Regions from separate parts of the Mus musculus genome. Here regions 1, 2, 3, 4, 5 and 7 are each linked to region 6. Evidence: chromatin contacts called from public HiChIP or PLAC-seq and promoter capture Hi-C data. All regions are on one chromosome and are shown on one strand. Each heading gives the region's core, a stretch centred on a gene start, on an enhancer-like site or on the middle of the called end of the contact. The rest is flanking DNA. Distances are from core to core; before and after follow the strand shown.

What was found. Promoter capture Hi-C pulls out the DNA fragments that hold promoters and counts their contacts. HiChIP or PLAC-seq counts read pairs in DNA pulled down with a chosen protein or histone mark. Capture Hi-C pulls out chosen DNA fragments and counts their contacts.
Region 1: a contact with region 6 is called in a promoter capture Hi-C map of liver, with 3 times the contacts expected there. The contact joins the promoter of L3mbtl2 here to the promoter of Micall1 in region 6. A contact is called at or near these places in 1 of 39 promoter capture datasets (embryonic stem cells) and 1 of 9 other capture datasets (liver).
Region 2: a promoter capture Hi-C map of pre-B cells shows a contact between it and region 6, with 3 times the contacts expected there. The contact joins the promoter of Bop1 here to the promoter of Micall1 in region 6. A contact is called at or near these places in 3 of 39 promoter capture datasets (liver and pre-B cells).
Region 3: a contact with region 6 is called in an H3K27ac HiChIP or PLAC-seq map of double positive thymocytes, with 5 times the contacts expected there. The contact joins the promoter of Tob2 here to the promoter of Micall1 in region 6. A contact is called at or near these places in 1 of 39 promoter capture datasets (hippocampal neurons) and 1 of 115 datasets of contacts at active chromatin or transcription factors (double positive thymocytes).
Region 4: a promoter capture Hi-C map of adipose tissue shows a contact between it and region 6, with 4 times the contacts expected there. The contact joins the promoter of Maf1 here to the promoter of Micall1 in region 6. A contact is called at or near these places in 2 of 9 other capture datasets (adipose tissue and liver).
Region 5: a promoter capture Hi-C map of liver shows a contact between it and region 6, with 6 times the contacts expected there. The contact joins the promoter of Ppp1r16a here to the promoter of Micall1 in region 6. A contact is called at or near these places in 2 of 39 promoter capture datasets (hippocampal neurons and liver).
Region 7: a promoter capture Hi-C map of liver shows a contact between it and region 6, with 4 times the contacts expected there. The contact joins the promoter of Dgat1 here to the promoter of Micall1 in region 6. A contact is called at or near these places in 3 of 39 promoter capture datasets (hippocampal neurons, liver and pre-B cells) and 1 of 9 other capture datasets (liver).

What each region holds. Positions count from the first base shown.
Region 1 is chr15:81,662,524-81,665,235 of GRCm38.p6, reverse strand. L3mbtl2 (L3MBTL2 polycomb repressive complex 1 subunit) reads right to left here and starts at 1,347. Exons shown (of 17, transcript NM_145993.5): 1 at 1,212-1,347. The coding sequence starts at 1,235.
Region 2 is chr15:76,475,965-76,478,664 of GRCm38.p6, reverse strand. Bop1 (block of proliferation 1) reads left to right here and starts at 1,416. Exons shown (of 16, transcript NM_013481.2): 1 at 1,416-1,536. The coding sequence starts at 1,444. Hsf1 (heat shock factor 1) reads right to left here and starts at 1,303. Exons shown (of 13, transcript NM_001331154.1): 1 at 948-1,303. The coding sequence starts at 1,064.
Region 3 is chr15:81,856,691-81,859,633 of GRCm38.p6, reverse strand. It overlaps Tob2 (transducer of ERBB2, 2), which reads left to right and starts at 1,308. Exons shown (of 2, transcript NM_020507.3): 1 at 1,308-1,698.
Region 4 is chr15:76,349,888-76,352,587 of GRCm38.p6, reverse strand. It overlaps Maf1 (MAF1 homolog, negative regulator of RNA polymerase III), which reads right to left and starts at 1,294. Exons shown (of 8, transcript NM_026859.3): 1 at 929-1,294; 2 at 36-168. The coding sequence starts at 118. Sharpin (SHANK-associated RH domain interacting protein) reads left to right here and starts at 1,478. Exons shown (of 9, transcript NM_025340.2): 1 at 1,478-2,107; 2 at 2,359-2,533. The coding sequence starts at 1,910.
Region 5 is chr15:76,670,280-76,673,084 of GRCm38.p6, reverse strand. It overlaps Ppp1r16a (protein phosphatase 1, regulatory subunit 16A), which reads right to left and starts at 1,442. Exons shown (of 12, transcript NM_001358933.1): 1 at 1,323-1,442. It also overlaps a transcript of Foxh1 not described here.
Region 6 is chr15:79,107,702-79,110,401 of GRCm38.p6, reverse strand. It overlaps Micall1 (microtubule associated monooxygenase, calponin and LIM domain containing -like 1), which reads right to left and starts at 1,419. Exons shown (of 16, transcript NM_177461.1): 1 at 973-1,419. The coding sequence starts at 1,118.
Region 7 is chr15:76,510,744-76,513,443 of GRCm38.p6, reverse strand. It overlaps Dgat1 (diacylglycerol O-acyltransferase 1), which reads left to right and starts at 1,450. Exons shown (of 17, transcript NM_010046.3): 1 at 1,450-1,889. The coding sequence starts at 1,663.

The DNA of each region.
Region 1 (2,712 bases), core at 98-2,597, 2.6 Mb before region 6:
AATATCCTAAGCACCTCAAAAAATTTTTACTGGGCTAGAAGGCATTTGAAACTCTTTCTTCCCTCTTCTGTATATGTACATCCAAATGATCTCAACTCAGAAACAAATTTAAGACTGCCAGGCCCTCTTGCTGCTGCCTAGACCACTGCTCCTTGCAATGTATCCAATAAACCTGTTTTCTTCCTTAAAGGAAAACAGGGAAAAGAAAAAAAGACTGAGAAAATTGAGACCCAGGCTATCCCAAGGAGGCTTTGAGTCAGATGACTAATTGTATGGTGGTATGGACCACAGCCGTGAGTTGAGCTCTGATTGAAATCAGCTACTGATCCTGGGGCAAGTCACTTAAGGTCTGTGGGACAATTTTCTCATCCACGACAGCTGTTGGCTCACAGAATGTGAGGTAGCGATGAAATGCTACATAAAAACGTACCTAGCTTGTAATAGGAAAAAACGTGCCTAGCTTGTTGGGCAAGACAGAGGTAAAGAGAATGACGCTTTGGGCCAAGGTTCAAATACGATCTCTAGTGCTTCCTAGCTGTACGATGCACAGCGAGTCAAATGCACTGCCTCGGTTTCCACCAAATAAAGACAACACCACTATTTAATAATATTTTGGGAAGGGATGATAAACGTAAAACACTCAACAGTGCTCAATAAAGCTTAGCAATTATTACCGCTAGGAAACGGCAAGAGACTTCAAATGCAAGGTGCGGTGGGTCACCGGCTGCGGTACCACGGAAAAAGCGTAACGCAGTTTTGGAAACTGACGTACTTGGTGACAACCTCTTGCACTTTGCAGCTGTGTCGACCCAGAGGGCTGTTTTAATCCCTCCCTAAAGAAGATGGCTGTGAGCGTACGGGGAGACCAGCACGTGAACGCTCCCAGCGTGGAGTAGGAATCAACTCCGATCTTCCTCCCTTCACTTCCCGCGTGGAAGGGACAGGCCGCACGATCCTAAAGCTCAGAACCATGAAACCAAGACAAAGTTCAGAGCCCAGTTTCCCTGCCCCTGGCTAGGGAGGCGTTGCCATCCTTCCTTCGTCACCAGACCAAAAGGAACCTCGGGGGCCTCTGGCCGAGGCTAAGCTCCGTACCTCAGTTTACCAATCCTGCAACTGTCCACCACTAAGACATCGCTAAAACGGCGCGTCCGCCGAGCGAGGCGTTTGGGGCTCCCCTTCCCGCTTGGGCTGAGCCCTTTCCCTCTTACCTCAGTGCCCCGCGGTTTCTCCATGATACCAAATTCAATTCCCTCAACCGTCACCAGGTGCAGGAAGCCATATTGCCCTCGCCGCTCTCCGAGAGTGTGCTCATTGGCTGCTGCGCCCGAGCTGCGGGCCAATCATGCCGCAGGAAATAGGAAGCCGGTTCCGCGCTCGCCCGCGCCCCGCCTCCATTAAGGAGGGGCTGGGTAGCCGTGAGGATTAGGGGAGTTGTAGTTTTCTCCTGGGTGCACGAAAAGGGTCGTTGCCTTAGTAATGCGAAATCTCCTGAAGGGTACTTCTAGGGTTTTGTTGTTGTTTTTTCAGAGACAGGGTTTCTCTGTATAGTCCTGGCTGTCCTAGAACTCACTCTGTAGACCAGGCTGGCCTCGAACTCAGAAATCCGCCTGCCTCTGCCTCCCAAGTGCTGGGATTAAAGGCATGCGCCACCACGCCCGGCGGGTTTTTTTGTTTTTTGTTTTTGTCCTTTCTTAGTCAAATTTCAAACCATCTGAGCACAAGGGATTGGACGTGCCAGCCCCCCCCCCACACACACAAAAATTCGCACTCTCCCCAGGGGCCCCAGACAAAAATTCACACTCTCCCCAGGTAGGAAGTAAAGGTGCTCTTGGACAGGAATGCCTAGCAGAAATGCCTAATCCCTCTTTCAATTCAGACAGGAACAGGAATATTCTTAAACTCTATGTCCGTCTGCTCGCTGGGGCTTATGAGATGGTTTAGTAGGTGAAGGATCTTGTTCCATGAGCCTTTCTACCTGAGTTCAAATCTCTGAGCCACAACATAAACCTGGAAGTCAAAAAGCTACTCACAAAGTTGTCCTGACCTTTGTGTCACGCACATAAAACAAACACACAAGCTAAATAAATAAATGGGGAAAAAAAAGCCTTGGACTGGAGAAATGGTTCAGTGGTTACTGGCCACTTTTCCAGAGGTACCAGGTTTGATTCCCAGAACCCAGAACAACTCACAAAATTCTATAAACCCAGTTATAGTGGATCCTACTTTCTCTTCTGGCCTCTGATGACGCCAAGCACTAACATGGTCCATACATATGCATTCAGCAAAACCCCCATATCCACAAATAAATTATACGGATAGATGTTATAACCTTAAATCTAGGAGAGATGACTCAGCCTGTAAGTGAGTACAGCCAGAGCATGGAAAGCTGAGTTTTGCCCCCCAGTGCATGACAGAGCATGCCTGTGATCCCAGCACTAGGTAAGCAGACACAGAAGGATTCCCATGGCCTGCTGACCAGCCAGCAGCGATACAGTGGATAGCAAGAGATTGAAGAAGACACCTGAAGTCAACGCTTTTGCCAACTGGAGTATACATGTGGATTGAGTCCCCTATAGAACTACTCCTTCCCATCCTGGGTTCTCAGGAATTGTATGGCCTTACAAGCATCTAAAGTTCAGACAGGTCTGGATTAGTTTACTTATCCTACGTGAGGGCTCCCAGACCCACTCCCAGCTCCCTGCCTCTCTG
Region 2 (2,700 bases), core at 167-2,666, 2.6 Mb after region 6:
CCACGGATAGCCCATGGGATAATCACAAAGACCGTCTCGTGAAAAGTGAAGTTCCGTGCTTTCTAGTCTTCTCTTTATTCCCAAAACACCCTTTAGGCAGAGCAGAGTTTAAACAAACAGGCAACTGAGAGCCAGAAGCCTTGGCCTCCATCTGCCACCCAGGCCTTTTCTCCATTCTTGCCAGCTTAAGAAACTTGTGCGAGGGGGCAGTGCTCCGCAGAGACCGAGAGACCCGCCAGATTTGGCTTGCAGAAGGTCAAGGTGGTGGCACCTAGCCGCCTCCATCCCTCCAAAGGTTCCCATTGAATCAGGGTGGCCTGTCTTCAGGCCACCACCATCGGCTAGCTCTGCGCGCTCTGGCCCTCAGAATCCACATGTGAACAGCAGATTCTACTTTCCAACTTAACACAAACACGGAACGACCTCTGCAAGCCAGCCAGAGATGCAGGGCCAGCAGGGTGTGCGGTGTACACAGTCCGCTGCCAGGCAACAGAACAGGGTTCGACACGGCCCTTGGAGGGCCGGGCAAAACTGCTCTGGCGTCTGGAGACTATCGGGGCTGAGCTTAGGCTCCACATCCTCCTATTCTCGCTCTTCTCTCATGCATTCCTTAGGCCTTCCACTTATTCTGAATGATTGCCTAAAAAGCAGAAACGCAGACGGACTCTGGGAACTATTTCTCTGTGAGCAAAGACCCTGTACTGGAAGCCCCGTCCTTATTGTCCGGGTGAAATGTAGGATGATTTGGGGTCTCGGCCTACTCTCCGTGAGTGGCTCTGGGGGCGGGGCGCACTTCCTCCCCAGACAGCGGCGTCCTCCCTCTAGGATGCCAGGATGGCTGAACCCGGGCGAGCCCGACTAACTCGCAGGCCGCTTTCTCCGAAGCAGGTCCCCTCCCGCCACAGGACCCTCCCTCGAAGGCCGCTCCGGCCCATGCCAGCTCCTACCGGGCTCCAGCAGATGAGCGCGTCTGTGTCCGGGTCGCTCACGAGGGTCCACAGCTTGGTTAGGAAGGCCGGGACGTTGCTGGGCCCCGCTGCACCGGGGCCCACGGCCAGATCCATCTCGGACGAAAGCAGGCAGAGGCTGGGGTGGCCTTTTAGAAGAGTGGCTGAAGGCTGAGCTAGTGTCGTCGCTGCCCCTGCCGTCCGGGCCGCTCCGCCGCCCGCTGCGCACACACAGCAAGGCCTCGCATGGCCGCAGCCATCTTGCGACCGGCGCGCTCTCGCTAGGGCCAGACCTGTAGCCTCTGTGCGCAGGCGCCGTGATCTCCCCTGCCTACTTTGCCGGCCCAGCCCTTGCGCCGCACCCTACGCCTGCGCAAGATGGCTTCACCCGGGCTGCTCACCAATCAGAGCCTGGTAGGGCGGAGCCTGGCTGGGGGCACACGAGGCGCTCCCGCTGCCGGAAGCGGCAGTAGATCGGTAGCCGGCGCGGCGCAGCATGGCGGGGGCGTGTGGTAAGCCCCACATGTCACCGGCATCGCTGCCGGGGAAACGACGTTTGGAACCTGATCAGGAGCTGCAGATACAAGAGGTAACTTCCAAGTAGCGGACAGCATCCCTCTGGGAACCATGCAGGCACTTGGCAAGACCAGGGAGGCCGGGCCGTGGCGCAGCGTGTAGTGTCGTGTGGGTCGCCTAGAGCCTGATCGTCCAGTCTGGGCTGTTATTTTGGAACTCTCAGCAGAACATTACTTGCGCCGAGGGGCGCTGGAACCCGGGGGATAGTTCTGTGGCTTGAACCGTGTTAAGGGAGAGACCTTTAAGAGTCCCCTCACCATAGTCTCTGGACCTTCCATCTGTGCTTCCTGTCCTGGGAAAGGTTGTAATTGCGCTCGTGCTGTGCTACCAAGCCAGCATGTCAGGTGTGTTGTGAATCAAAAGAGGACTTGAGATTATGGAAGTCTGATTGGAACCCAGGGCATCCAGAACTGGTTGTCATGGAACCATTGCTAGTCCATGTTGCTAAGCTCAGTAGGCTTGCTACATTCATCAAATGTAGGTGGTAGAAGGCATGCACAGCTGACTCCACTGAATTGGATCCTCAAAGTTCTCAACTTTCCTAATGCTGTGGCCCTTTTAATACGGTTCCTCGTGTTGCGGTGATTTCCCAACTACAAAATCATTTTCGCTGCTACTTCATAACTGTAATTTTGCCGGGTGGTGGTGGCACACGCCTTTAATCCCAGCACTTGGGAGGCAGAGGCAGGTGGATTTCTGAGTTCGAGGCCAGTCTGGTCTACAAAGTGAGTGCCAGGACAGCCAGGGCTACACAGAGAAACCCTGTCTCGAAAAAACCAAAAAGAAAACATAACTGTAATTTTGCTACTGTTATGAATCGTAATTATTTGATATGCAGGATAGTCTATGAAAGGGTTGCTCGCCCCAGAGGGATTGTGACCCACTGGTTGAGAACCACTACGTAAGTTGTCCCTTTGTTTTATGAAACGCCCCTAAGCTTTTCCCTCTGTGTAGTTCTAGGCAGTAAGCCTTTAATAGTCAGTTGTTTATGCCCTAACTGCGTGCAGTACTTTTACTTGTTAGTATGACAAGTAGCGTAGTTTTAGAGATGTCAATAATAAGAGAATGTCAGTGTGACATCTATGGAAACTCAGGTGATCACTGTGATGATTGGCAGCGAAGGCCACTCAGGTAGACAAGAACTAGCCAGCGGCATTGGCACCCATCTTTAATCCCA
Region 3 (2,943 bases), core at 59-2,558, 2.7 Mb before region 6:
TAGGGGTTGGCCAGGCGTGGTGGTGCACGCCTTTAATCCCAGCACTCGGGAGACAGAGGCAGGCTGATTTCTGAGTTCGAGGCCAGCCTGGTCTACAAAGTGAGTTCCACGACAGTCAGAGCTATACAGAGAAACCCTGTCTCGAACCCCCCCCCCCAAGAAAAAAAAAAAAGAAGAAGAGGAGGGGTTGTTGAATTGGAAAATAGGCGAACTAAGGCGGGGGCTAGGGGAACTGTACACAAGGCCAGCGGTCCTCCAGCCTAGTCTGATAGTCCAGTTCTCCTAGGGTTTCAACCCGCCACAGATCCTAGACCCCCTCATCGCTGAGCCTGCACTGTCACAAAGCCACAGAGTAGAAAAAGCGTGACCAAAATCCGGGCCCGGGTGCGCCTCGCTTCGCCGCCGCCGGGTGCTGTCGGGCTTAATGAACACCCTGCTCACCTTGCCAGGGCTGGCGCTTCTTCTGCGACTATTGCTAGAAGGAGCGCGGCTCTCATGCTCTCCTGTGCGTGGGTAACCTGCTCCAGAGAGCTCGAGGACCTCAGCAGAGGGGCGGCGGTCGCGCGTGGCCAGCCCTATTATGGTGTTTGGGACCCAACTTTCCGGGCTGGGAGTGCATGACTAACCGGTGCTCCGCTCTTTTTTCTAACCCTCGATCTTCTTGCACCCTTCCCTTCCCTTCGATCTTCCACGTCCCCACCAGGAGGGCGACACTGGTAAACTCAGGTTAGCCTACACTCAGATCCAGAACCTTCCTGGAGGTGGCATCGTGCCACTGTCTCCCCAAATTCAGAATGAACAAATCGGAACCGGGGAGTTCAAGTCACGGGGACCGTCAGAACTGAAGAGTCATGCCGTCTAGGTCTTAGGGAACTTTGAGAGCTGGGGCTAGGGTTTGGAGTTCTCAGGGCCCCGGTGATGCCAGCAACAGCCACTGTGTCCCAGGCTACTTCCTAATGGCCTGTTGTGTTCCAGGTCTGTCCCTACCCTCCCCGGGGTTGGTCTACACCGGTTTAAAAAAAAAAGAAAAAAACGTACATGGCGAGCTCAGACTGCTTTGGAGTCTTAAGAGAAGAAATCCGGCGCTAAGGCGCTCAGAAGGATTCCGAGGGTGAGCAGCCCCGCTGAGGACGTGGCAGGGAGGGGTCTAGAGGAGACAAGGTGAGAAGATCGCTATTACACTTCCCGCAGAACCTGGAATCCCAACCTACGACTGGGCTGCGAGGGGTTAAAGATGCCAAGGGAGGAAAAGTAGTCCCGGCCCCGCCCCGGCTGGGCGGAGGGACGCATCACGCAGGGGTGGGGAAAGCAGATTCATGCGCAGGGTTGCTGAGGGTGAAACTTTTCATTGACTTTGCTCACTTCGGGCCCAGGCGCGGGAAGGTGCAGGTCGTTGAGACTGAGTGTCGTGGGAACCGAGAGGCCAGAAGGACAGGACCTGCCAGACGAGTACATCCAGGGCTGGCCTCCATCCACCGCGTGACGGGTGCCATCCTCGGGTCCGCCATCCCCGCGCCGTCGCCGCCGAGCTCGACCTCCAAAAACAGCGGAAAGAATCACATGAGCTCGGTCCTCGTCCCTCTCTACCCTCAAACGACGTAAAAGGACACCGTGGCCCTCAGCCTCGCGGTGCCCGGGAAGCTGGGAGAGAGACCTCCGTCCCGCGGCCTGCAGAGCGGACCCTTCGTGGAGACCCGAGTGAGTGCGCGGGCTTGCGGGCGGGGGACGCCCACACTGGTCCACTCCCCTGCTGCCCCTCTCCGGATCCGCCCCTGTTTCGCTCTCCATCACTCTCTTTGATCCTGGGGTACCTAGTTTCGAGTGCGGCCCTCTCCTAAGCGGAGAGCGTTTCCTCCTTGACCTCCTTCCCCATTTATTCACGCCTCACTCGTTATGTTTTCCTTGCCCCCCCCCCCCAGAAACCAAACTCTGGCCAGAGTTAAATAAATTATGGGAAGGGAGGGGATTCTATCTTTATTTTTCGGCTGCTTTTCACGTGTGCGGGGTGGTGATTATTAACACAGTCTGTTTCTGTCCCTTTGGAACCTGTGAGATGGGAAATTTGGACATCCCCTTCTTGGTGACAGGGCCGGTTAGTGGAGAGTGCCCTTGGGTTGCCGAGCAAGAACTCATTGCAGGTTGAGCTCTTTATATACTTGTGTAGGCGGAAAAAAAAGTACCCAAAGAGCCTGTCGGATAGTGTATTAATTGTGTCTGATCTCTTCTATTCCTAAACTTCCCCTTCTGTCTGAGGGGGATGTACTCCGCCCTTGACCAAAAATCTAAGGAGGGAAAAGGGAAAAGCCATCCCCTCCCCTGGGAGCAACCAGAACTTCACACAGCAGGCTTTGGGATCAGCAGACAGGGTTTCCGGTGCCAGTTCGGTGTCTAACCTACCCCCCCCCCCCCCATCCACCCTAACCTATCCACCCTGGCCTGGGAGTGGGTTTGGTTTCTCTTTGATTTCTTAACAACAATAAAAATCCTGTTGCTTGCCTGAGCGCCTACCCCCAATGCCTCACTTAAGCACTGGGGAAAACAGCTGGTGTGGGAGGCAGGATTAGGGAGGTTTAACACCCTGCCGGGGAGGGTTGCTGAGGATCTGGTAAGTCTGGTCCTAGGGTAGGCCTTGTAATGGGGAGGAGACTCAGACTTTCTGAATATTGGATGATGCCCGGGTTTCAGATGTACGGATTTTGCTTGCCTGCCTGGGAACCTTTCCCCATTTCCTTTACCTGGGTCTGGTTTCTCAGATTTGTATTAAAAGTGGGGTAAGGCTTGGGCACTACCGGCTTCGGGCTTTATTGTCGACCGGGTGCCTCCTCACAGCTCTACTAGGAATTTCTTTGGCTTGGCCAACAAGACTGGAGAATCGGATCTAATGCTTGCCATTCCCTTCCTGGCTGTGGAGGTGCTGGAGCAGAGCCTACTGAGTATTAGGTG
Region 4 (2,700 bases), core at 45-2,544, 2.8 Mb after region 6:
TCTGACAGATTGATCCCCAGAGCCTCCAGCCTCACCTGCCAATAATATGGGCATCTCCAGTCTCCACTGTCAACTGTGAGTTGATGGCCTCAAAGCTGGAGTTCTCCAATAGCTTCATGTCCTTTGGGAAGGGAGATTCTTGTGCCAGTGGGATTAGGGCAGCACTACCTGGGAATGTGGGAAGCCAGCATGGCTACCTAGCTCCAAAGGGCTCCACTTTCAGCCTTTCCACCCACTAGCAGAGTACTGTTTGCAGCTCGAGCTAACCTTGAGTCCACCATGGAGCTCATCTTCCTCACCTTACCTGCCCCTGAGAACTCAGCACTGGCTGACAGGGAGATGATCCTATGCATGAGCATGGCATGTCCAGGTTCTACCTCAATCTCAAGTACTATATACTGGGGCTGGCTGGGGGCCCCACCCACTCTCGACATTCCTACTCCATTGACATTCTGCAGGCATCCTCAGACTGTTGTAAGGTCCTCAATAAGAACCTGCTATCCGGTTCGGAACGGGGCATCTGGGGTTTCAAGCCTTGAGGGTCACCTGTATGGGTGCTCCTCCCGGGTTCTATGGGTTGCTTCACTGCTTCCTGTCAAGAGGAGGAAACCCATGAATTCTTCAATTCTATTTGCAAGTATGCCTAATTCGTACTTCGTACGTCGAAGTGTGTAGGATGGGCAGACACACCACCTCTGCTGGCGCAGGCCAGTGGTCTCCTGGCATTGCTGCCCTGCAAGCCTAGAGGTACCAGCAGATTCGTAGCGGGAAACTACAAGCCCCAGGAGGCAGTGCACCAAGAGAGGCGCTCCAGCCCCAAGCAGCATAAGAACTACAAGTCCCATGAGGCACTGCAGCAGCGCGAGGCCCGCCGGGGACTGTGGTTCCCGCAAGCCCGGACCGCTTGGCGCACAAGGCGGACACCCACCTGCCAGAATTGGGCTAGATCAAGCCAGGGTAGACGGGTTGTTTAGTGTCGGTGCCGAGGTGACGGCGGCGCGGGCTTTGCGCAGCGCGGGTTCCTCAGGACTGGAGGGCGGCGCCGCGGCCTCCACTCGGGCCGCACTGTATCCGGGGGAAGAAGCTTCGCGGCGACGTCCCGTTACTCCAGGCCCTGCCGGCCCATACGGGCTGCAGCCGCGACATAGCCTCGCCCCCCTGCAACGCCCGCTTTCGCGACCAACCTGCCGCGGACCGCCGAGATCGTACCAGCCAGAGAACGAAACAGCGACCTCCGCCTCCCCCGACCCGACAACAACAAGCGTCCGACGGGCCCAACCCCACTCCTCTGAATGGTCCACTTTAACCACAGGGCCAGACCACGAGAAACCTTATTGGTGGACTCCTCCGCCACTCGGCTTCACCTTCCACTTCTACTGGCTGCATAGCTTGTCTGTCTCGCACTCGCTAACGAACCCGCCTCCCCTCTTGGTGTTGATTGGTTAGAACCATGCCCGCCCCGCCCCCAGGAGCCAACCCTCTTCCTAGAGTGGTCCACGGTTACGAAGAGCCTCTGCTGTGCTTATGTGTGTTTGTGTGCATTGGTGCCTGGTTCCTTCCGGGAACTGGTATTGTCTTGTGTAGGGCAGCAGCTGTCGTTCGTTCGAACCTTTAAGAAAAGTTCATCCTTGCCTTCTTTTTGTGACCGGTGACCGGTCTGTGACACTGTCTCGGGTCCTGCTGAAAGGTGACTAGCTTGGCCGGACCGTGCCTGGAGATCTGGGACCATTCCTATCGCTTAGCGAGCCATCAGGCTCTGGTAGTGCGCAGCATCGGGTCCTTCTTGTTCTCCAAGCTCTGGGGCATCCGGAACCGAGGCTCACAGTCCGAGTTTCTGGCCGGCGGAAGTACTCGACAGTTCTCTATCACGGAAGCACTCTCGGAGAGTCAGGACTCCGCCGGATCAGAAATGTCGCCGCCCGCCGGCGGTGCGGCAGTGGCTGCAGACCCTGCCTCACCTGTGGTGCTCCTGGCAGTGCACGCGGCGGTCAGGCCCCTGGGCGCTGGACAGGATGCCGAAGCGCAGCCGCGGAAGCTGCAATTGATAGCGGACCCTGAGCGGCCTGGACGCTTCCGGCTAGGACTGTTAGGCACCGAGCCTGGGGCGGTGAGTGTGGGCCCGATTCTGGAATCAACTTTCTTTCGATTACCTTGACGACAGTCCTTAAGCAGTTATTTTTCTTGATTGCCTGTAAAAGTGGGAATAATGCTGATACCTAATTTACAAATCTTGTGAGGAATTGGTAAGATAACAGGCGAGAAAAGTTCAGAGCCGTAAAGATTACCTCGTTCCTTTTCCTTTCACATTCGTGTGGGTAACGAAGAGGAACCACCGACCGAGTACTCTTCCCTGTTCAGGTCAGTTTAGAATGGCCCTTGGAGGCTATTTGTTACACCGTCCGTGGGCCTAACCAACACGAGCTGCAGCCTCCCCCTGGAGGTCCTGGAACCTTCAGCGTGCACTTCCTCGACCCCGAGGAAGCACAGCAGTGGGCAGCACTGGTGCGAGATGCCACCGCAGAAGGACAAAATGGTCAGTGTTGTGAAATAAATGCTTATTTGAATATGTCCGGGCCACCTGGTCGAGGTTGGGGGTAGTGATGGAAAAGCTGGGCACCTAGGAAGGCTTCCAAGAGGAAGGAAGTGGAGAAATAAGAGGTTCAAGAGCTGACCCCAGTACCAGACAAGTAAGAAAAAGAA
Region 5 (2,805 bases), core at 193-2,692, 2.4 Mb after region 6:
TCAGCTTAGGCTACATAGTGAGACCCTATCTCAAAAACAAAAAGTAAAGGAACTGGTGAGATGCCTCAGAGCTTGAGAGCACAGGTGGCTGCTTTTCCAGAGCACCAGGATTTAGTTCCCAGTAACCACAGGGTGGCTCACAACTACAAAATGACAGTTCCAGGAGATCCACAAAGATATCCTCTAACCACTTACACGTGGATCATGGCATGTACCCACCCCAAAACGATAAATAAATAAATAATACTTAAAAGAATTATTCCTTAAAAAAAAAAAAAAAGAGGCGGGGAATAGGAAGGCCTGAGCCAACAGGGAAGGAAGTCAAACCAGGCCTTAGGAGAGGAAAACCCTCCCCGCCTCCCGCCCCCCCCCCCCAAAAAAAACCTCCTTGGGCAAAAACTAGCAACAGAGGCAGACTAGCAGCCCTTGAGAGACCTGAAAGTCCCATCACCATGACAACATGAAGCCAGCGGGTTAGGGCAGGTCTCATTAGGCCTCCAGTCCCTCAACCCAACCGGCTCTCATGCTGAGCTAGTGGCAGCTTTGGTTTCCATGAAGTGAATCAGGTGGCCTTCTAAAGAGCCAGGGTGTTTAAAGCAAGACAAAGCCTCCAAAGAAAACCCCAATCCTATAAGGGAAGACCTAGGGAGCAAAGACACCCAAGAGGGCTCACTGAGGTCTGCCCTCTCGCCTCTACCTTCACCACCCAAGTAAGGATATGGAAGAAAAGTGGAGCAGTCAGGAGTCAGCTAACTTTGCTCTACCTCCCAAGCCAATACACACTTCTCTTCTGCACCCGTAATAATTAATCCTCCTTGTCTCTAGCCTCTAGCACTGGTTCCGTCAGGAACCCAAAGGAGCCCAAACAGTTTTCACAAGCTCATTTACATTCCTCTCCCAACCACAATCCAGGAGGCACAGCCTCCAGAAAAGGGGCACTTGAAGCCGTAAGAGGCTCTAGAGTGTGCTTTGACTGAACACCAAAGCCCACATGAAGCACAGGAAAGTCCCTTCGCGGTCCTAAGGTCAGAATGAAGACTGTCGATGGATTTGCCCGACCAACAGGTTGCAAGAACTTCCTTCACTGATAGGTTTCACAAAAACAAAAACAAAAACTAACAACAACAAAAACCCACCCTCCGCTGGCCGCCTCGCTGGCGCCCCTTCTGCAGGCCCCTCACGACCCGCTCCATTGCCGGGCCAGCACCGGGCCGCAGAAGAACCGGCGCTGGCTCACCCGCTATGCCCCGCCCAGCCGTGCTGGGCCTCCCCCGCGTCCCCAGATAGACCCGACCCTCACTCACAATCGCCGGCCTTCTCACCTGGAACCTCCCTGGCCGCTCCCTGAACCCGGCCCGGCCGACCCTGGAGCCCGGCGCTGCTCCAGGCGCCACGGGGGCGGGCCCCGCGCCCATCCTCGCCATGGCAACGCGACACTTCCGGCCCGAGGTGTCCCGAGCGGAAGCCGCGGTGCTGGGCGGGAAGGCTGGGCGGGAAGGCTGGGCTGAGTCGTTTTGCGAGGGCGGGGCCTAAGGAGCGTCCTCCAGGGACAGAGTCATCCACTGTAGATTGACAGGGGCGGGGTCAGCTCCGGTAGCTGATTGGTTGATACTGTGGAAGATTTTTTTTTTTTTTTTAATTCCCGTGCTCTATTCTGTGGTACTAACACCCTGATGTCCGGGGTAGGGCGGGAAGGGCAAATGTTCAGGTGTTCCCGGAAGGGTGATCTTTATTTATCCTATCCTTTGATTAAAGGGTAGGAGTCCCTCGTTGCTCGAAAGAGGATGGGCAGCAGTTTGGGTGATGGTTGGACCCTGGGACACTGTGATCAGGGAGAAGCAGTCCCGATGAGGAGCCTTGAATGTCAGTTCAAGGAGCCAGGCTTTAACTGGAACCAAGGAAGGACCAGTGGAAAGGGAGACCTCAGACTTGCAGGAGAGAATGTCTTCTTTAGTGAATAGGTCTGAGGCCATAGGGATATTTGACAGGTGAGACACAGGAACTCTCAGCTAGAGCTCTGAGGACGAAAAGCAGAGGGGCAGGAGGTGATAGGATTGGGGGTGGGGAGGGGAGACAGATGAGAGCTAAAAGAAGAATCTGAGATAAGATCACAACCCAGCCAGGGGCAGAACTGTCAGAGGAAGTGAAGTCCCACTGTGCTCATCCTCCTTGTGTGTCCCCATTCCCTCCTCCACTCATGACTGTACCTTCCTTGGCACCTGCCAGGGTCTCTGTCCTGTTGATGGTACAATGGGGAGGGGCTTCACAGGAAAAGGTGAATTCTCAAAAGCTTTTAGTGCTCATGAAGGTCTTGGATTGTTGGCTCTGACACCAACCTCTGCCATCAGCGCTCTAATCAGACCCTCAATGCAAAGCTGCCCATTGTAGTAGCCAGGAGAACTTAGAACATAGATGGTGACTGAGCCCAAGAATAGAGCCACCAATTAGATGGCCATGCCTATATGGGCACCTACAACATACTCATGGGAAGATCACTTAAGTCTCTGTATCCTCCTCTTGTTCCTGAGGACAGACTCTATTCCCTTTTTGGTCCAGAAGGTCTGTCAATCTGTATCCCCACCCCCATCAAGTCCTGAGCAGACTCCCCACCTAAGGCTTGACTTTTTTGTTTGTTATTGTTTTTTCTTTTTTCTTTTTTTTTTTTTTTTTGTTTGTTTTTTTGAGACAGGGCTTCTCTGTATAGCCCTGGCTGTCCTGGAACTCACTTTGTAGACCAGGCTGGCCTCAAACTTAGAAATCCGCCTGCCTCTGCCTCCCTAGTGCTGGGATTAAAGGCGTGCGCCA
Region 6 (2,700 bases), core at 170-2,669:
GGAGGGATCCACATTCCAGCCGGAAGCTTCAGATTGGCAGTTGTCAGCTGCACTAGAGACCTCCCCTGCCTGGCTCCTAATTTCTGCTCCATCTTTGTTCCCCACTGTAACCAGCAGAGCCGCGGGACCATACACCTAGACAGATTCCTATCGAGGTGGTTTGGGGAAGTAGTGTACCCGCAGTCACCTGACAGCCATTTAGCTAGGAACCCTGTGCCAGAAACGGGGTTAGTGCCCTACAGAGTATCTGCCCAAAGTGCCTTACAAAAGCTTTCTCCTCCATCCCTCTAGGTTCTTTGCGCCTTAAATGTAAATGGCAAACTAGCTGAAGAGAGAATTAAAACTAATGACCTACATTCCCACGGAAGTCCCACAAAATATGGGACTTGCTGTGCCGGATGATAGCCGCTTATCTATAGAAAGGAATGGGGTTTGTCTTCTAGGGGAGGGAAGGATGGGGAAGTGAGTAAAGCCGAAGCCCGGCAGCTTCTCCCAGGTAGGAAGTGATCTGGGGCCGCATTCTTTCTGAAGACCCTTTCCGGTAGGTGCCCTTACAAAGATGTAAATTTCTATTAGAAAGAAGTCAGCCTCCCAGAGCACCCGGGGACCAGCTCGAACTTAAAGGAAGCCTAACTGGGGGAGTGGCATATTCTCATCTCCTACAGTCAAGTTTGGGGTTACTATGCTCTGACGCCAATGGAGGAAGCGAGGCTCAGTATTTCTGCTGGAGCCTAGAGTAACGACGTCCCGAAGGACGGGTCAGAGTTCCCTCTTAGAGGTCAGAGCCTGACACCAGTGGCCCGAGGTGGGGGAGGGGGTGCACGGTCTTGGGGTCTCGGGTGGCCCTGCTCCGCGTTCAGAAGCGGCGGGTGTGAGGTCCCGGACCTCTCAGGGCGGCGCGTGCCACCGCGTCATTGAGGGGAGCGGCGGTCCCCAGCCCCGCGTGCTCGCTCGCGCACCCCGGGCACTCACAGCAGGTCGGGCCGGTGCCGGTGCAGGATGGCGCAGAAAGCCAGGCCGTCCCGGAAGGAGCTGCTCAGGTCGCGGATGTCCACGCCGCGGTAGCCCTCGCACTGGCGGCGACACCAGGCCAGGAGAGCGCCCCGCGGCCCCGCCATGGCAGGCCCGGCTCGGAGACGGCCCGGACTGGGGCTCGGACTTGGGCTCCGGTTCGTGTGGCTCCGACTCGGGGTCAGGTGGCACTGGGCTGCCGCTTGCGCTCCGGCAGGGCCAGTTTCCGGCTGTGTCTGCGGCGCGGCTCGGAGGTCGGGGCGCCACCGGCGGCCGGGGCGGGGCCTCGGTGTCTTCGCTCCGCTCTGGCGCGGCTAGGGCTGCGGACTCGGCTCCCGACCCCGCCCGGCCAGCCTGCCCCGACCTGCCCGCGAAGCCTCCGCCCCGCGTGGCCCGGCCCGGGCGGCCGCCGCTTACTCACCGCGGCCCGCTGTCCTCATTGTGGGCCGGCCGCGGGCGCCCACCGCCTCCGTCCCCGCCCCTGCCCGCCCGCGTCGCGGGGGAGCGCGAGGAGGATGGGGCCCCACCCTGCGGCCCCGCCCCCGCCGTCGAGCCCCTTCCCCGGAAGGGCGGACGCCCCACATAGCCCCTCTCCTCCAGATCGAGTCAACCCTTCCCTTGGGGAGCCCCTCCTGGAAGAAGGGACAACTCCTCGCTGGCTAGCCCCTCCCCAACGCCACCCCGCAGTCTCCCCAGGCCCTCCTACCCCAAGAGGTGGGACACTCTGGCTTTGCTGCTAGCCTGCCTCAAGCTCACCCTTAGGAACCTTCAGATTCTCCTCACTGACTTCTCTGAACCACACCCACGACTGGTCTGAAAGTCGAGGCACTTTCCCCACAGATCCCAGACCTCCAGATGGCCACCAGCTTTCTTCCATACCCCACCGCGCTACAACACTTCGAACGCCCGCCCCTCCCCCCACGGCCTGCCTAGGGGATCCAAACACCTTTACTACCACCAGGCCAGAGAGCTATGTAGTATGACAGGCTGGGGACCCCACAACCAAGTTGGTCCTTTCTGGTTCCCTCTCTCCGTGTAAACTAGGGGATCATAGATCCTTCCGGGGCTCTGTCTCTTCAACTTTTAGAATGGCTGGGCTCTTGCTGAAAGGACCTAGAAACCGACACAGAGGAAAACCTCTGCTTCCAACGCCTGGTTTGATAGTTTCTTCAAGACCCCACCAGGAGACCCCTCCCCCAGAGGCGCCTCCTAAATAAACCCAGGCTGATGAATCAGCCCCGCAGAGATGGTGACATCACTCTGACCTATGTGTAGCTTGTAGGAATGAGTCTGCTGCTCCCTTCTGAGGGAATGAACAGGGTTTTAGTCATCTGAAACAGGATTTTGGAGTTCTGTTAACCCAGGCTCAAATCCTGGTTCCCTCCCTCCCCAGCAACGTGATCTTGTGTCACCTTGAATTATAGTTTCATATCTTGAAAATGAAGATAGAGCCTTGTAGTTTATGCCCGAGAGGTGCTTGCCAGCCTGGGCTACAAGAGACTTGTTTCAAAACTTAAAAACTGGGCAGAAGCTGGGCATTGGTGGTGCATGCCTGTAAGCCCAGCACTCGGAGGCAGAGGCAGGTGGATTTCTGAGTTCGAGGCCAACCTGGTCTACAGAGTGAGTTCCAGGACAGCCAGGGCTACACAGAGAAACCCTGTCTTGAAACCGCCCCCCCCCCAAAAAAAA
Region 7 (2,700 bases), core at 201-2,700, 2.6 Mb after region 6:
CTTCCTGATGGCTCTGGTCATCCTCTGGTCTCTTCACTCCCATGGCCTCTTGGAGGCTGACAGCTGTAAGGCTGAATGTCAATGAATAGCTGTCTCCAAGGAGGACTTTCATTCTCTTGGATGGTGTGGATTCATCTCTGGCTTTAGTGGCAGCCTAGGCCTCAACCTTCCACTTTTAGTTTTTGGTTTCAAACTGGAAGCTGGTGTAGCCAACGTGCTAGCCCAGGAGAATGTGGAAGCCTCGTATTCACTTAACAGAGGAAGGAGCGGGAAAGGCATGGCAGAGCTCACACGACTTACCTTCACTTCAGGCTCCCAAAGAGACTTTTTCTTTCACTCTGCCTCCTTTTGGGGTCACTATTCACAAAGACCTAGCCCTTGCCTTGCCAAGGACCAGATGAAAGACTGGGCCAGCAACAAAGGAATGCTCGGAGACACTGACCAGGTTGGCTCTGATCCACAAAAGTCCAAGCCTGGGTTCGCTTTTCTCTGCATATGTACAAAGACACCACCGGCAGGGCAGCCCAGATTGCTCATCATGAGATGTGTCGTGAAGAAAGTGTGACCTGAGGGAAGGAGTCAGTGGATACTACAGAAGTGGAGGGAGCTTAATAGGAAGACTAGTAGCATCCTGTAGGAGAGGCTACCAACCTTGTCCTATAGAGGTGCTTCTTAGGCCTGCTATTCCCCAGAAGAGAAAGCCACTATTCTCCTTGGTCCTTTATAGTGTTTCTGAAGGAAATTAGGTGCTTCCTCAGGTCTAGAATGTATGCACGGCGGTGTCTAAATCAGGCACGTTGCTTGTCGGGCCCTCGACAGCACTGTGGGGCGGTAGAGGAAGAGGCCATGGTGACTGGTGAGTTGCTTCTTTTAACTAACTGGGCAGTTGCACACATTTGCTGTAATGCGAAGCTGGGTATTTCTCCAGTTTGATCCTTTGACAGGCTATGTGCTCCAAGGTACATTTAAACTGGTTCCTGCCTAGCAGCTAGGGATCTTTCGGAGAACGATGCTGCCAGAGCAGATAAGTCTGTCGGTTGTGCGCTCAAAAATGGATTTGGAACCGCAAGACGTCAGCGCAGTTTCATAAATGACCTACACTCAAACCGCTGCTGGGGATGACGAAAGGATGTTTTTACATAAGTGGGACAAGAGGCAAGCAAGAGGTCAGAGGAAGTGCGTAGCTGCCAGGGAGCCAGGAGCCGGGGCAGTTCTCCTCCCGCTTGCTCCTCGCAGTGAGACAGCACCTCGGACCTCTTCCACCGAAGTTCACAGCCAAGCTGCACACTAGTTGCTTCTGCCAGCCTGTGACTGCAATTCCCAGAGTGCTATACGTCACCAGCTCCCGGTGCCTTCAACTCCCAGGAGGCTCCGCGCTCTGCTCCCGCGACTCCCAGCGTGCTCCGCGTCTTCGATTAGGCTCCGCCTCCGCTCGGCCTCGGACTACAAATGGACTCTCCAGTTGACGCCACAGCCAGTCAGCTGCTCCGCAGCATCGCAGCCTCAGCGTCGCAGAGGTAGTCGTGCGCTGCGCCGGCTACGGAGGCCGGCAGGGGGCGGCGGCGGAGGCCGTTGCTCAGGGTCCAGAGGCGGGGCCGCGGGCTCCAAGCGCTGAGAGCCGGCGGAGCACGACTGGGCCGCGACGAGGTGCGGGCCGAAGCCATGGGCGACCGCGGAGGCGCGGGAAGCTCTCGGCGTCGGAGGACCGGCTCGCGGGTTTCCGTCCAGGGTGGTAGTGGGCCCAAGGTAGAAGAGGACGAGGTGCGAGACGCGGCTGTGAGCCCCGACTTGGGCGCCGGGGGTGACGCGCCGGCTCCGGCTCCGGCTCCAGCCCATACCCGGGACAAAGACGGGCGGACCAGCGTGGGCGACGGCTACTGGGATCTGAGGTAGCGGAGTGCCTGATCCCCTTACATCTGACCTCTCCAGTGACGCTCCTAGTTCTTAAAAGTTGGCCACAGCTTTGCGAGTTACGCGGCCGGGGCTCCCCTGGGGCTGTACTGGGACACGGGCTTTGGGGAGAGGGTCACTTGCCAAGGTCACCCAGGTGTGGTCGTGTAGCCGACCAGGGAGTCTGGGTAGAGGAGTGGGCAGCAGCCCCCTTTCCATATTGCTTAGGAAAGTAAGCACACCTTGAGGCAGAGTCCCTTGAGGTCCTTTCTGAGGAGTGGGTAGCAGGAAATGTGAGCCCCGGGGGGGTGGGGGGTGGAGATGAATGGGCTTTCTTCAGTGGAAGGAGGCTGATGTTTTCCAGGGAGGGTTATGATGAAGAGTTACCTTTGCAAAAACTACGAGGGGTGTCCTGTGGGTAGAGAAGGCTGCTAGAGGCTCCAGAGGACACACGCCTGTTTGAGGCGATGGGTATGGGCGTTTGCTCGGGGCAGAGGACAGTACAGGAAGCTTTCTAGTACTAACAGGCTGCATGGCTTATTCACCCCTCTTCCAGCAAGTAGGAGGGCCTGAAGGAAGCCCAGCTTATGTTACCAGAATGACTTCGGGCTATAGGGGCAGAGCTGACTACTAAGTGAGACTTTCATCCCGTGGTTGGAGTACCGGAGAGAGGTTTGGTATGAACACACCTATGGGAGAGGCCCTGCTTAGCTGAAGAAATGGAGACTGTCTCCTACAAAGCCGGCCCTGAGACTCTTTTTGGTGATCATCATGGGACCCTTTAGTAGCTCTGGGTTAGGAAGTACCTGA